Regions from separate parts of the Neogale vison genome. Here region 1 is linked to region 2. A link is a contact called in public Hi-C data. All regions are on one chromosome and are shown on one strand. The core of a region is the stretch at or near the end of the contact, and the rest is flanking DNA. Distances in the headings are between cores, read along the strand shown.

Evidence for each region. A called contact is a pair of places that touch in the nucleus more often than the background predicts.
Region 1: a contact with region 2 is called in a Hi-C map of muscle, with 4 times the contacts expected there. The contact joins the promoter of GZF1 here to the promoter of THBD in region 2. A contact is called at or near these places in 2 of 3 Hi-C or Micro-C datasets (fibroblasts and muscle).

Annotation. Positions count from the first base shown.
Region 1 is chr8:48,561,424-48,567,493 of ASM_NN_V1, reverse strand. It overlaps GZF1 (GDNF-inducible zinc finger protein 1), which reads right to left and starts at 1,276. Exons shown (of 8, transcript XM_044263563.1): 1 at 1,213-1,276. NXT1 (NTF2-related export protein 1) reads right to left here and starts at 1,281. Exons shown (of 2, transcript XM_044263568.1): 1 at 1,213-1,281.
Region 2 is chr8:48,256,290-48,262,126 of ASM_NN_V1, reverse strand. THBD (thrombomodulin) reads left to right here and starts at 3,946. Exons shown (of 1, transcript XM_044263555.1): 1 at 3,946-5,837. The coding sequence starts at 4,119. The coding sequence ends at 5,822.

The DNA of each region.
Region 1 (6,070 bases), core at 27-2,526, 310 kb before region 2:
CATTAACCTTTTTTTAATATCATGTCATGAAACAGATAAAAGATCTCACATAGAGTTGGGAAAGAGTCAAGTACTCTAAGGGCTGAGCAAGGTGGAGGCCACTGCCTCTAGTAAAGAACCATAAAGAGCAGGTAAGGAGCTTGGTCCTAGAAGTAAGCAGTGACAGGACCAGGCACAGACAGACATCTCTGCACTCCCTCCTTGGAAAGTGAAGCCTCAGCAGACACAGATTCTGAACTGGGTATCTGCTGCTTACTTTGCATACATCACACTTCATTAATGGTCACCACAAAATGATAAAACAATTTTACAAACAAGAAGGGAGAAACTTAGCGGTTGGATCAAGGTCCTGGCACAGTCCTGATGTATCTTTATGAGAAGGCACCTAGCCTTTGAAAATGTCAGAACTATGTTGTCCTTTTGCTTAACTATCCTTTACCTGCTTATCTTCAGCCTTCACTTGTCCTTTACCTGCACTTAAGAAATCAAGTCTCTAAGGGCACCATTCCAGGACTGCTAGTCTGAAGTTGTCCTTTCAGCAGCCTCAATTTCTCTCTTGCTGGAATTCCTGACCACCCACATTACTCCTCACCCTCAGGTACCCCAGTCCCTCCACCATCTCAAGTCATTCTCAGAAACGCCCCCCCCGCCACCCCTGCTCAGTTCTGCCAAAGCGACTTTCCAAACACACCTTAGCAACCTGTCCTGGCCCCATACCAGTAGGATAAACACCTCCTTGTCTTGTGGTTCTGCTACCTACCAGGCTGAAAGCTTGCCCTTCTCTACTTAATCAGGGGAAAGAATCATGAAAAGTGAGATAAGCATGAGGCTGTGAACATGCCGCCTTCTCTCGGAAGCCCACACCATCAGGTTCTCTGGAGCTGGACCAGAGAAGATGCAACAGGCCTCATTTCTGGCGGTGAGTCGCTTTTCATCCACGCAAAAAACAAAGCCAGCCCTCCCTGGCCATCTCTGAGTCGAGTCCTCCAGGGCCCCGACTCTTCATCGCCAAGAGGATTTATTGCCAAGCACGTCGCAAGGGCAAAAACCTGAAGCAGCACTGCAACGACACGAGGGAAAAGACAAAACCCGGCTGACTCCTGACAATGGGGGGAGAGCGTAGGGGTGCACGTGGCAGATGTCTCGCGAGTCCCTGGGCCGGCCCTGGGGTCTTCAGACTGCCGGGCGCGGGGGACGGTGGGGGACACCTACCTTCGCGGCTGATGACGTCTGGGGTCAGCGCGGGCGGAGGTGGCGTCCACGGTCAGCGATTGGGGGCGGTAACCCCGGTAGGCGGGGGTCGGCAACCTCGGCCAACGTGGGCGGCTCAAGTCAGCGCGGGCGACCCTGGTTAGCAGGGCGAAGCCCTCGGCTCGCGCGGGTTGTCTCTTGGTTACCGTGGGCGGCGGCGCCCGCCCCCGCGCGACCTCCAGCTCCACGGAGGGCTGGACCCCGAAGGTCGCGGGGCAAGCCTGCCTAGGATCCGCGCTCCTCCGCCGCTCGCCTCAGGAGGAACCGGAAGAGCCGCCCTTCTCCCACGCTTCCTCCCAGATCCGCCCGGTCGCGGAGATCCCTGAGCCCGGGAAACTGTCGGCGCTGTCCGCGGCTTCCCGCGCGCAGCCCGCCGTGCGCCGCGCAGACGCCAGACCCACGCCCGCCTCCCATGACGGGCAGCTGTGCCAGCCAGCGGGACGGAAGACCGGGAGGCTAGCTCCGCCCAGTTGTGGCTCAAGGGAAGAGGCGGCTTCCGGGAGAGGCACTTTCCCAGAAGACCGCAGGAAAAAATCAGCGGTCGAGTTTTCATTGGCTTAACCGGTCATAGAAACCGGTCCAACTGGTCAGGTGCGATTCTTGATTGGATGAAATCTTCTAGGTCCCGCCCCCGGAGCTAGAGACGCGCGAGTCTCTCCCAGCTGAGTGGAGGCCCGCTTGACGGGAGAAGATGGGGAAAGTGTGGGAGGCGGGATTAGATCCTTGCCCTACGACCTCCTTTCACCTGCAATTCGGGTAATTCTAGTTAAAATTCTAGTTAAAAGACGACTTGATGCAACCTCGGGAAACCACTAACAGCAGCAGTGACCCAACTAAGGTTTTCACACAGACGTAGTAAGTGGGGCGCCAGGATGTCCCGCGGCGGCCGAGCAGGTGAAGCCGGCAGGGCCCTTGTTAACTCTGCCTGATGAAGTATTAGCAGGTTACTCTCCTGGATAGTTTAAGTCCCTCCGGACTTAGGAGTTGGCATCCTAAAGGACGCGTGGAAGAAAACCCGTTTTAGTTAAGTGAGAAACTCAACTGGAAGCGAGAGAGGAGTCCAGGGTGGGAGGAGTCTAAGTTTGGGAAGCAACCGAAGTGTGCCAGAAAAGGAAACAAAGGCAGCTTCCTCTCTCGTCCTGGGAATTGAGGAGCTCCGAGGCTCCAGCTGTGGCCTGGGTGGTACTGTGCTTTTATTCTCCAGTCCTGAAACTAGCTGCATTTCAGCCAATCTGGAACCCGAACTTTTCTTTAAAACGATAGACTCAACAGGATGGAAACAGTTAGTGTGGGGCTTGGGAAACAGAGTTTACAGTTAAAAAAAAAAAAAAAAGCTTCTTCAACAAGATCCTCAACTCCATCCACTGGTCTGAGAGACTGAGTAATTCCTTCAAAAGTGGGAGCCCTCTAAGCATGATGAATTTACAGATGTTGCCATATCTTTGGAGTGTAGTGCATTTAACTTGCACCGTCTTGGCTTCCCTTTGGTGTACCTTTGCTTGCATTCCTGAGAGAAATCTTGCTCTCAGATTTCATGACACATTTAGAAACTAGATGGCCAATTTCATGTAGGCAAACCACCTCCTCCATTTAAATCAAGTAGGTGAAGAATTTGGACTATAATAAAATAAGGTGGGGCTGACGAGAGAGGCTGAAATAGCATCTTTGGGACCGTATTCGCACAGACATGTCTTTATAAACCCTGGGACAGTGAAATTTGGATTTAATGTACAAAAATCCAAATCATCACATCAATGGGATGAGGGTTGACTTGTTGCCTGTGTGGTAGGTTGGAGGCTGTGATGCTTCAGGTCTCACCATGTTTCCCATGTAAGTCTTTTTGTTTGTTTCATTCTTGTAACTTTGGCGGAGGTATTGTTATTTCTGATTTTATAGATGAGGAGACTGAAAGACGTTAAGTGCCACAAAGCTGCTTCAAAAGTAGAAAAGCAGGTTAGGAAAACACAAGTCAAGCTCCGAAGCCTTGTAAAAAGCACAGGGCTTTAGCCCTGAGAGGGAGCAGAGCCAGCACCAGCCACCGTAGGGTAGGAGCTAAGGAACTTTCCGGGTTTGTGTCTCCAGCATCTAGAATTGTGCCTGACCCCCAACAAGGTCTCAGTCAGTGGTGTTTGAATGAACAGGCAGGCTGGGGTTCAAGTCATTGCTCCACAACATTCTAGTTATGATGAGTCCTCTCTAACAGCCATTCACTAGCAGCGTGATAGTGGCAGGCGAGTTAACCTCCCAGAGGCTCAGCTGCCTCATCAGTAGAAGCAGAACAGTAACAATATTCCTTTCCTTGGGTTGATACGAGGAACAAATGAAACAAGACCTGGCAAGTGCTTAACACAGGCCAAGCACAAAGGAAGCATCCAGAAGACTTTAGTCTTGATGTTTTGCATTGGCAGAACTTCCTTATTGGCCAACAGTTCCTCCCAACAGCAGGCTTTTAAACTTGGGGCACATCTGGTCACACAGGCTGAGCCTTTGTTAGCTCTGAAGACAGACTTTTGGACCTCTGGGTCCACAAACAGGATTGAGCTTTTCTCCATCATCAGCATAGCTCTCTGGTGCAGGATCTAATAGCATTTGTTCACCATGGGAGGCTGCTTCACTTGTTGCCAGGCAATTTACAGCAGAGGCTAGGCAGTTGTACCCCCAGCGTATTGTCACCAAAAACAAACGTGTGGTTTTTCTCCCCCTGTCTTAGCAGAATCGAATGGACTGCTGCTGGACCAGAGTGAACTGGGGCTATAATTCTGGGTCACTTGAGGCCCTGAGTTTGGGAAGATTCTGGGAAGGCAGGAAGAACTGCCCATATGCCTAGGAGCTGAGGTATGGCCTTGAGCAGAGAATAAATTAAGGAGATGTGGAGAACTATGTTGCCAGAGAGAAAGAGAGGGACAGTATGAGCTAGTTTACACACACACACATTCCCCTCTCATACACACTCACAAGCTGTGGAGAGTGGATCCTTAGATTCCCGGTAGTTTTTCTTCCTTATGGTGACAGATTATGTTTTCCAAAAATGGCCACAAAAATATTTTAGTCCCACATCTTGTCTGGAACCTTGCTTGCTACACTGCCCTCCACTCAGGCAGGCTCCTGTGAGTGTGTAACTTCTGAAATACAGCCTCTGCCAGGTTTTCTTGGTACTTGTGCTGTGAGTAGCCCAGGCCACATGGGCAGGCCTGTGTGGAGGGGAACCCTGGCAGCCAGAAGTCCTTTGAGTGGATGGCCTTAGAAATAGACCTTCTCGTCCTGGGTTGGGCTACCTGGGGCCAGAGTGGCATGGGGGCAGAAATGAGGCTTCCTGGCCAAGCCCAAATAGCAGATTTGTGAGCAAAATAAATGATTGTTGCCCTGTTAAGCCACCAGGGTTCATGGCCGTTGGTTACAAAGCAAGAGAGCCAGGGCTCTTTCTCACCATCATCCCCAAGTCTTGCTAAGGCTCTGTCTCAAGGCTTTAGGAGAAAGTCTCAAGTGACAATACCTTTCCTTTAAACTGACATTTGTATGAATCAGGTTTGTCACCTGCTGCCAAAGGAACCTTGAAGATGGGGCCCCAAGAGGCCTTATAAGGCAATACCACCTCAAGGAACTCACCATTGTCTGGAGGGTGGCTCTCTCCTGAGCTCTGAGAATTAGTCAAGACTGTACTTTTGGGAAAGGTATCAGTTTGTTATCTACAGCCAGAACTAGCTTCCAGGCACTAGCATATGCCCCTTTGCAAGACAAGCATGTTCTCTGTGAGCAGGTGAGAGGGAGCCCCAGCAGCACCAGTAGGTGATCCCAGGAGCGTGGGTCAGAACAAGGAGAGGCAGTGATTGCATGATCCCTGCAGCCAGTGGGCTGTGGAGCTGACCGGGCAGAAGGGCCTGTGTTTCCAGGAAGAGAATTGTCCCTGGTGGGGACCAGATACTGAGTTCATGAGCAGAGCTCTCTCCTACCAGCATCACCTATGCTTACCCCTCTTTTTGTGAGTTTCAGTACTCAGCTGGCAAATACTTCAAACTGTTCTCTGACCGCATAGCAGTGGGGGCTGGAAGCCTTCTTTCTCTTAAAGATGACATTTCATTTGTCTGCTCCAGCCAGTGTTCCACTCACTTTTAACCCTGAAGGGATGGTCTTAGTCTTCTGTCTCTAAGTAGGCTCATGAATTAATGTATATGAAGTGGCTGGTGGGCAGATGTCTTGGTTTGGATTGCTTCTGCAAGAGGTGGAAGTCACTGATTTGGGAGGTGTAGGAACACCAGTAGGGGAGAGGAAAATTAAGAAAAAGTAGATATAGTATTGTGATTTATAAAAAGAAATATATATTTGGTCTTCTGTTCCTAGCACAGAGCTCCTAAAGCAGTCAAAATTTCCTAAGTGTTGAGAGCCATAAAAGTGTTAATTAAGGCCTTTTGTTATGTTAATGAGGTATTTTTTGGGAAAGTCCTTGGATCTCTGAGGATGGGGGCTGGTTGCCAGGGGAACCAACCTTGTGATTAGAGGGTTGGAACTGTCAGTCCTACCCCTCAACCATCTAGGAGGGTAGAGGGCCTGAAGATTGAATTTTAATCACCTCTGACCAATAATGTAATCAATCATGCTTGTGTAATGAAGCCTCCTAAAAGCCCAAAAGGATGGGGTGCAGAAAGCTTCTAAGTTGGTGAAAACGGAGATTTGAAGAGAGTGGCGTGCCTGGAGAGGGCAGGGAAGCTCTGCATCCTCTCCATCCCTGCCCTGTGCCTCTCTTCTGTGTGATTATTCCTGAGTTATATCCTTTTATGACAAACCAGCATCTAGTAAGTAAAATGTATCTCCAAGCTCTGTG
Region 2 (5,837 bases), core at 2,697-5,196:
GAGGTTTTATGAGAGCCCTCCAGGTGCATAGGGGCCCAGTGCTTGCTTCCTGGGCTATCCGTCCTGGCATATGAACTTATTTTTATCCTTGGTTTTTTTTTCCATGATTGTTTATTGTTATTATCAGTAAAAATGCTTAGCTGAACTGAATTTCACCCAGTAGACATTTAGTGAGTCTCTACTATGGTCACGAATCATGCTGGTGTTGAACACAATCAGTGGCTGAGTTCAAATTCTAGAAAGCAGAGTGTTTCCTTTTCTAACTAAAATTTGTCGAAAGTTTACCACAGTTTACCAATTCTAAATGCTTTACATGCATAACTCGCACAATTCTCATTGTAACACTTTGTAGCAATGACTATTAGTATTTGAATATTCTAATCCTCATCACACAGTTAAGGAAAATGAGGAACAGAAAGGCTGAGCTACTTGCCATATGTGACATAATTTATAAACATTGGAGCTGGGGGCTTAAATCCAGCCAAGCTGGCTGCAAAGCCCCCACTCCTAACCCTGAGGTTCTGAGGTCTCCCATCCTTATGTTTGCAAGTTACCCTGAGAAAGTCATTCCAGAGCCAGGGCACAAAGGAACACCCCCAAGAGGTGCTCAAACAACCCTGAGCACTGTCTGCAAACAAAACATGCTGTAGGCTGGATGGGGAATACGAAGTTGTCTAAGAGTTATGCTCCATGCCCAGGAACCTAGATTGCGAGTCTAGGAAGGAGCATGATTAAAAAGTATACAATTACTTGTAAAGCAAATGAGGTGTAAGTGCTAAGTTGCTGATAGAAAGTCCTACGCACTTCACACAGAGATCAGTTCTGGTTTGGTTACTCAGAAACACGTGTGATGGGGCAGCGTGTCACAAGTGCCTTAAAGGAAGGGTCAGATTTCAGCAGATGGAGAAGAGGCAGCAACGAGAACTTTACCAGTAGACAGAAAGACAGGAGCCATGGGGTGGCGGTGAGGCACAGTAAGACATTTCTCTGCTGGTCAGCAGGGGCCCTCTTGCTGGGTCCTTCAGCATTTGTAGGAACAAGTGAATTTGAAAAAAGGTGGGTTGTAAAGAGGTATAGGCCATGGGCAGAACTGTGAAGACTGGCCACCCTCATGGGGGAAGAAGGGCAGAGGCCACCCTCTGGCAAGTAGAAGAGAGGAGGAGCAGGAAGGTAGGAGTCTCAGAAGCTGTGGGATGAAGAGAACCTGAAATAGCCAGAGATCAAGAGTGCAAACAACATAGAGACATCAAGAAAAATAGATACCAAAAATAAGTTTTTGGCTTCAGTATTTAGGACATGGTGGGTGTTCCTCAAGGGAGCCGTTGCAATGAAACAGCAAAATGGGCCTGGGCTGGTGAGCCCTCAGTGAGGGAAGCAGGGCCAGGGGCCAGCCAATGGAAAGGGAGCTACTAGTATCAACCCCATGGAGCATAGGCAGTGGCCTATCTACCTAAGCAGAAGGTCCAGAGAGGAACGGAGGTAGTTTAAAACATGCAAAAAAGCTTCAAAGTAATGGCCCAAGGAGACCCAAATAGGGCACCCTGCTAAAGATGGCCATGTTGAATCATCTAGAACCCATCCAAGAAGTGAACCAGCCTGGTGTAGGGGCAAGACTTGATTCTTGAATATCCCTCAAACTCCTTTGAGGGCTGGCAGGCTTGAAAATTTTAGTAAAGTTTGAGGAAAGGGTGTAACAGGCCCTGTCCTCTCTCTTGCCTCACACATACAGGCATTGCTCTCATTTTCTGAAATCTTTCAGGGACCATCTATCTGTCCGGGAAGGCCACAGGGCCAGCTGCACCTGAGGCAGCCCTGCTCCAGCTCCAGTCTCCGTGGGTGGGCTGTGCATGTGAGTCAAGACCCAGGCTCAGCACAGGCAGCCGCTGGGACATCAGACCAGATTCTGCCTACTCCCACCAGCAGACAACCCCACTCTTCAAAACTGCTGGTCTTTCCTTCTCTCCCCAGAGGAGCAGAGGCACGCATTCCAGGGTTCCTCAGACCTTAGTTTCCATGCGGCGCTCCCCCACCTAGCTTTCAGGAGGCAGTAGTTGTCGTTGTTGGAGCTCCCGCGCTCCACCCTGGGATAAGACGTTGGGAAATGCAGGAAAGGACCACTGTACCTCCTCCCTTTCACTCTTGGAGTGCCCATACCCCACACCTTCGGTCACTCTCAGTAGAATGCCAGGAAGGGGTGAGTGGGCGCGTGCTTGCCTTTCGCTTGTGAAGAGGCTACACTGCCCTTACAGGGTCTGCGCTCTGCTGGACCAAAGAGGCAAGACACCCAGCTGAAAGGTGGAATCCGCGTGGGGGTTCCCTGGAGCGAATTTTCTTGTCCCAGGGCAAGGGCCCTGCATTCCTCACACCCATTATTAAGCTTTTCAGCCCAAGTTTAGAGCTCTCCAACTTCTGGGGCTTTGTTTAGAGTTCAACAGCGCCGCCCTCTGGTGTTTGGTTGTGAGTGATCATAGCGGAGAGGTGGCACAGGATTAAAAAAAAAAAGAAGTTTGTCCCTCCCTTATGTCCCCCCCCCCTTTCTTATGTTTTGGACACCACACACACGCACACCACACACACACACACACACACACACACACACACACACACACACATTCTTGGTAAGTGAATAAGCGGTAAAGGTCGCGAAAGTGACAGATTCCCATCTCCTCGTCGCAGCTGTCCCCACCCTGTCCGTCCGGAGGACCGCCCTTCTGCAACGCGAGTGGCATGACGTTGCACCTTTATATCACTCTGATCTCTCAGCCAAATGCAAAATTCCTTAACCGTCCCAAGCCAGATTCGCTTGGAGCCCGCGAGGGCTCCCGTGCGCCCCTTTTGGGGTGTGAGATGGCCTATCCCTCTGTGAAGCTGGATAAAAACAGACCGAACAGGCTAGCGCGCTCCCCAACACGCCCGCTCCTACAGGGCTCTGCAAGAATTCGCCTCATGCGACAAACCATAAGTGACTCTTAATCTCACAAAACAAACTGAGGGTTGCTGGGGGGAGGGGGGTTGGGAGAAGGGGTGTGGGGTTACGGACATTGGGGAGGGTATGTGCTATGGTGAGTGCTGTGAAGTGTGTAAACCTGGCAATTCACAGACCTGTACCCTTGGGGATAAAAATATATTATAGTTTATTAAAAAATAAAAAAAAATTTAAAAAGTTCTTTTTTAAAAAGGAATTCTTTTTTAAGAATTCTTTTTAAAAAAAGAATTCGCCTCATGCTCAGGGACCCGTGGGTCCCTGGTTGTGCGCGGAGCTCGCCAGTGTTAGGCCAGTTCTTCCCCCTTCCCCCATCATCGTGCCAGCCACACCCTCTGTCCTCTGGGGCCGAGCGCACCAGTGTCTCCTGCTTTAGGCGCCAGGGCTCGGGGCGGGGTCCAGTTCTTTCACCGCCACTGCTTCTTTGGGGAAGCCCACGCCCTTGGCACCCCCTCCCCAAATCTTTCTCTTGTCGGGCACCTCCCCCTAGAGCCCGGCCGGTCGTGGGCACTACCTCCCCGTAGCTCATTCAAAGCCCTTCTCTCTGGTCTCCACAGAGTTCCGCAATCCAGGCTTCCCTTGAAATCGGTGGTAACATTCTTTTATAAGAAAAAGAAAGAGGACCGAGAGATTAAGAGGGGCTGCGTATTAAGTAAGCCCCCTTTACGACAGCGAGCCTGAGGGCCCTAGTGGCGGGGGAGGACATTGTCTTGCTGACAGAGGTACTGTCTTCCCGCGGCGCCTGCGCCTGGCGGTCCCGCCTGGGGACCTCCCAGCCCCGGGCCGGGTTTACTCATCCCGGCGAGGTGATCCCAGGCGCGAGGGCGGGCACAAGGCGTCCGGAGAACCCAGTAATCCGAGAATGCAGCATCAGCCCTTCCCACCAGGCACTTCCTTCCTTTTCCCGAACGTCCAGGAGGGAGGGCCGCGCACTTAAAAACCCCCGCCCCGGCCGGCCGGCATGTCAGAGGCTGCTTCGCCAGCGCTGCGCGCCGCGGCTGGACACGTCTGGGCTGGGACCAACGCAAGCGGCTATCGCCGGCGGCGCCCTGCGCTTCTCAGTCCCCTCGGAGCTCGGGCCCTGTCGCGGCGTTTGCGCTCTCCCCCGCGCCTGCCCTCGGCGTGCTGGGACAGCATGCTCCGGGTCCTGCTCCTCGGCGTGCTGGCCCCCGCCGGTCTGGGGCTCCCCACGTCCCCAGAGCCTCAGCCACGCGGCAGCCAGTGCGTCGAGCACGACTGCTTCGAGCTTTTCCGGGGCCCCGCGACCTTCTTCGCCGCCAGCCAGGCCTGCGAAGGGTTAGGGGGCCACCTGATGACTGTGCGCTCCTCAGTGGCGGCTGATGTCATCTCCTTGCTACTGAGCGGCGACAGCGGCGACAGCCCGCGCCTCTGGATCGGCCTGCAGCTCCCGCCCGGTTGCAGTGACCCAGGGCAACTCGGGCCCTTGCGCGGCTTCCAGTGGGTTACCGGCGACAACCGCACCAGCTACAGCAGGTGGGCGCGGTTGCACGTTGACCCAGCGCCTCTCTGCGGCCCCCTGTGCGTCGCAGTCTCGGAAGCTGGGGCCCTAGCACCCCGCGAGCCAGCCTGGGAGGAGCAGCAGTGCACTGCAGAAGCTGATGGTTTCCTCTGCGAGTTCCACTTTGCAGCCTCCTGCAAGCCCCTGCTCGTGGACTCTGGAGCCGTGGCGGCCGCCGGTGTAACGATCACCTATACCACTCCGTTCCGGGCCACTGGCGCGGACTTCCAGGCGCTACCCGCGGGTAGCTCTGCCTCTATAGCGCCCTTCGGAGTGGAGCTGGAGTGCGCGGCGCCGCCAGGAGAGGCCGAGGCGCGCTGGGGCCGGGATGACCAGGGCGCCTGGGACTGCAGCGTCGAGAACGGCGGCTGCCAGGACACTTGCAACAGGAGCGCTGAGACGTCTCAGTGCTTCTGCCCGGCTGACGCCTACCTAGAGGCTGACGGGCGCTCCTGCGCCGCACAAGCGGATCACCCTTGCCACAAACTCTGCGAGCACTATTGCATTACCAACAGCTACGTGCCCGGCTCTTACTCGTGCATGTGCGAGACCGGCTACCAGCTGGCTGCTGACCAGCACGGGTGCGAGGACGTGGACGACTGTATCCAGGTGCCCAGTCCGTGCCCGCAGCGATGTGTTAATACGCGGGGCGCCTTCGAATGCCACTGCAACCCTGGCTTCGAGTTGGTGAACAACGACTGCGTGGAGTCAGTGGACCCGTGCTTAGGGAGCAAGTGCGAGTATCAGTGCCAGCCTGTGGGCCAGACAGACTATCGCTGCATCTGCGCTGAGGGCTTCGCACCCAGCCCTCAGGACCCACACAGGTGCCTAATGTTCTGTAACCAGACTGCATGCCCAGCAGACTGCGATCCCTACAGCCCAACTTCCTGCCAGTGCCCTGAAGGCTACATCCTGGATGACGGCTTCATGTGCACAGACATTGATGAGTGCGAAAACGGAGACTGCCCCGGGGCCTGCCGCAACCTCCCAGGCACCTACGAGTGCATCTGTGGGCCTGACTGTGACCCCACCGAGGTGAACACTGATGGTGATGGTGACGGCGGTTCTGGGGAGCCCCCGGTCAGCCCGACTCCCGGCGCCACCTTGAGCCCCTCACCTGTAGGGCCCTTGCATTCTGGAGTGCTCATCGGCATCTCCATCGCCAGCCTATCTCTGGTGGTGGCGCTTTTGGCGCTCTTGTGCCACCTGCGCAAGAAGCAAGGCACCACGAGGGCGGAGCTGGAGTACAAGTGTGGTTCCCCGGCCAAAGAGGTGGTGCTCCAGCATGTGCGAACTGAGCAGATGCCTCAGAAACTCTGAGAGGCCTCTTTCCTG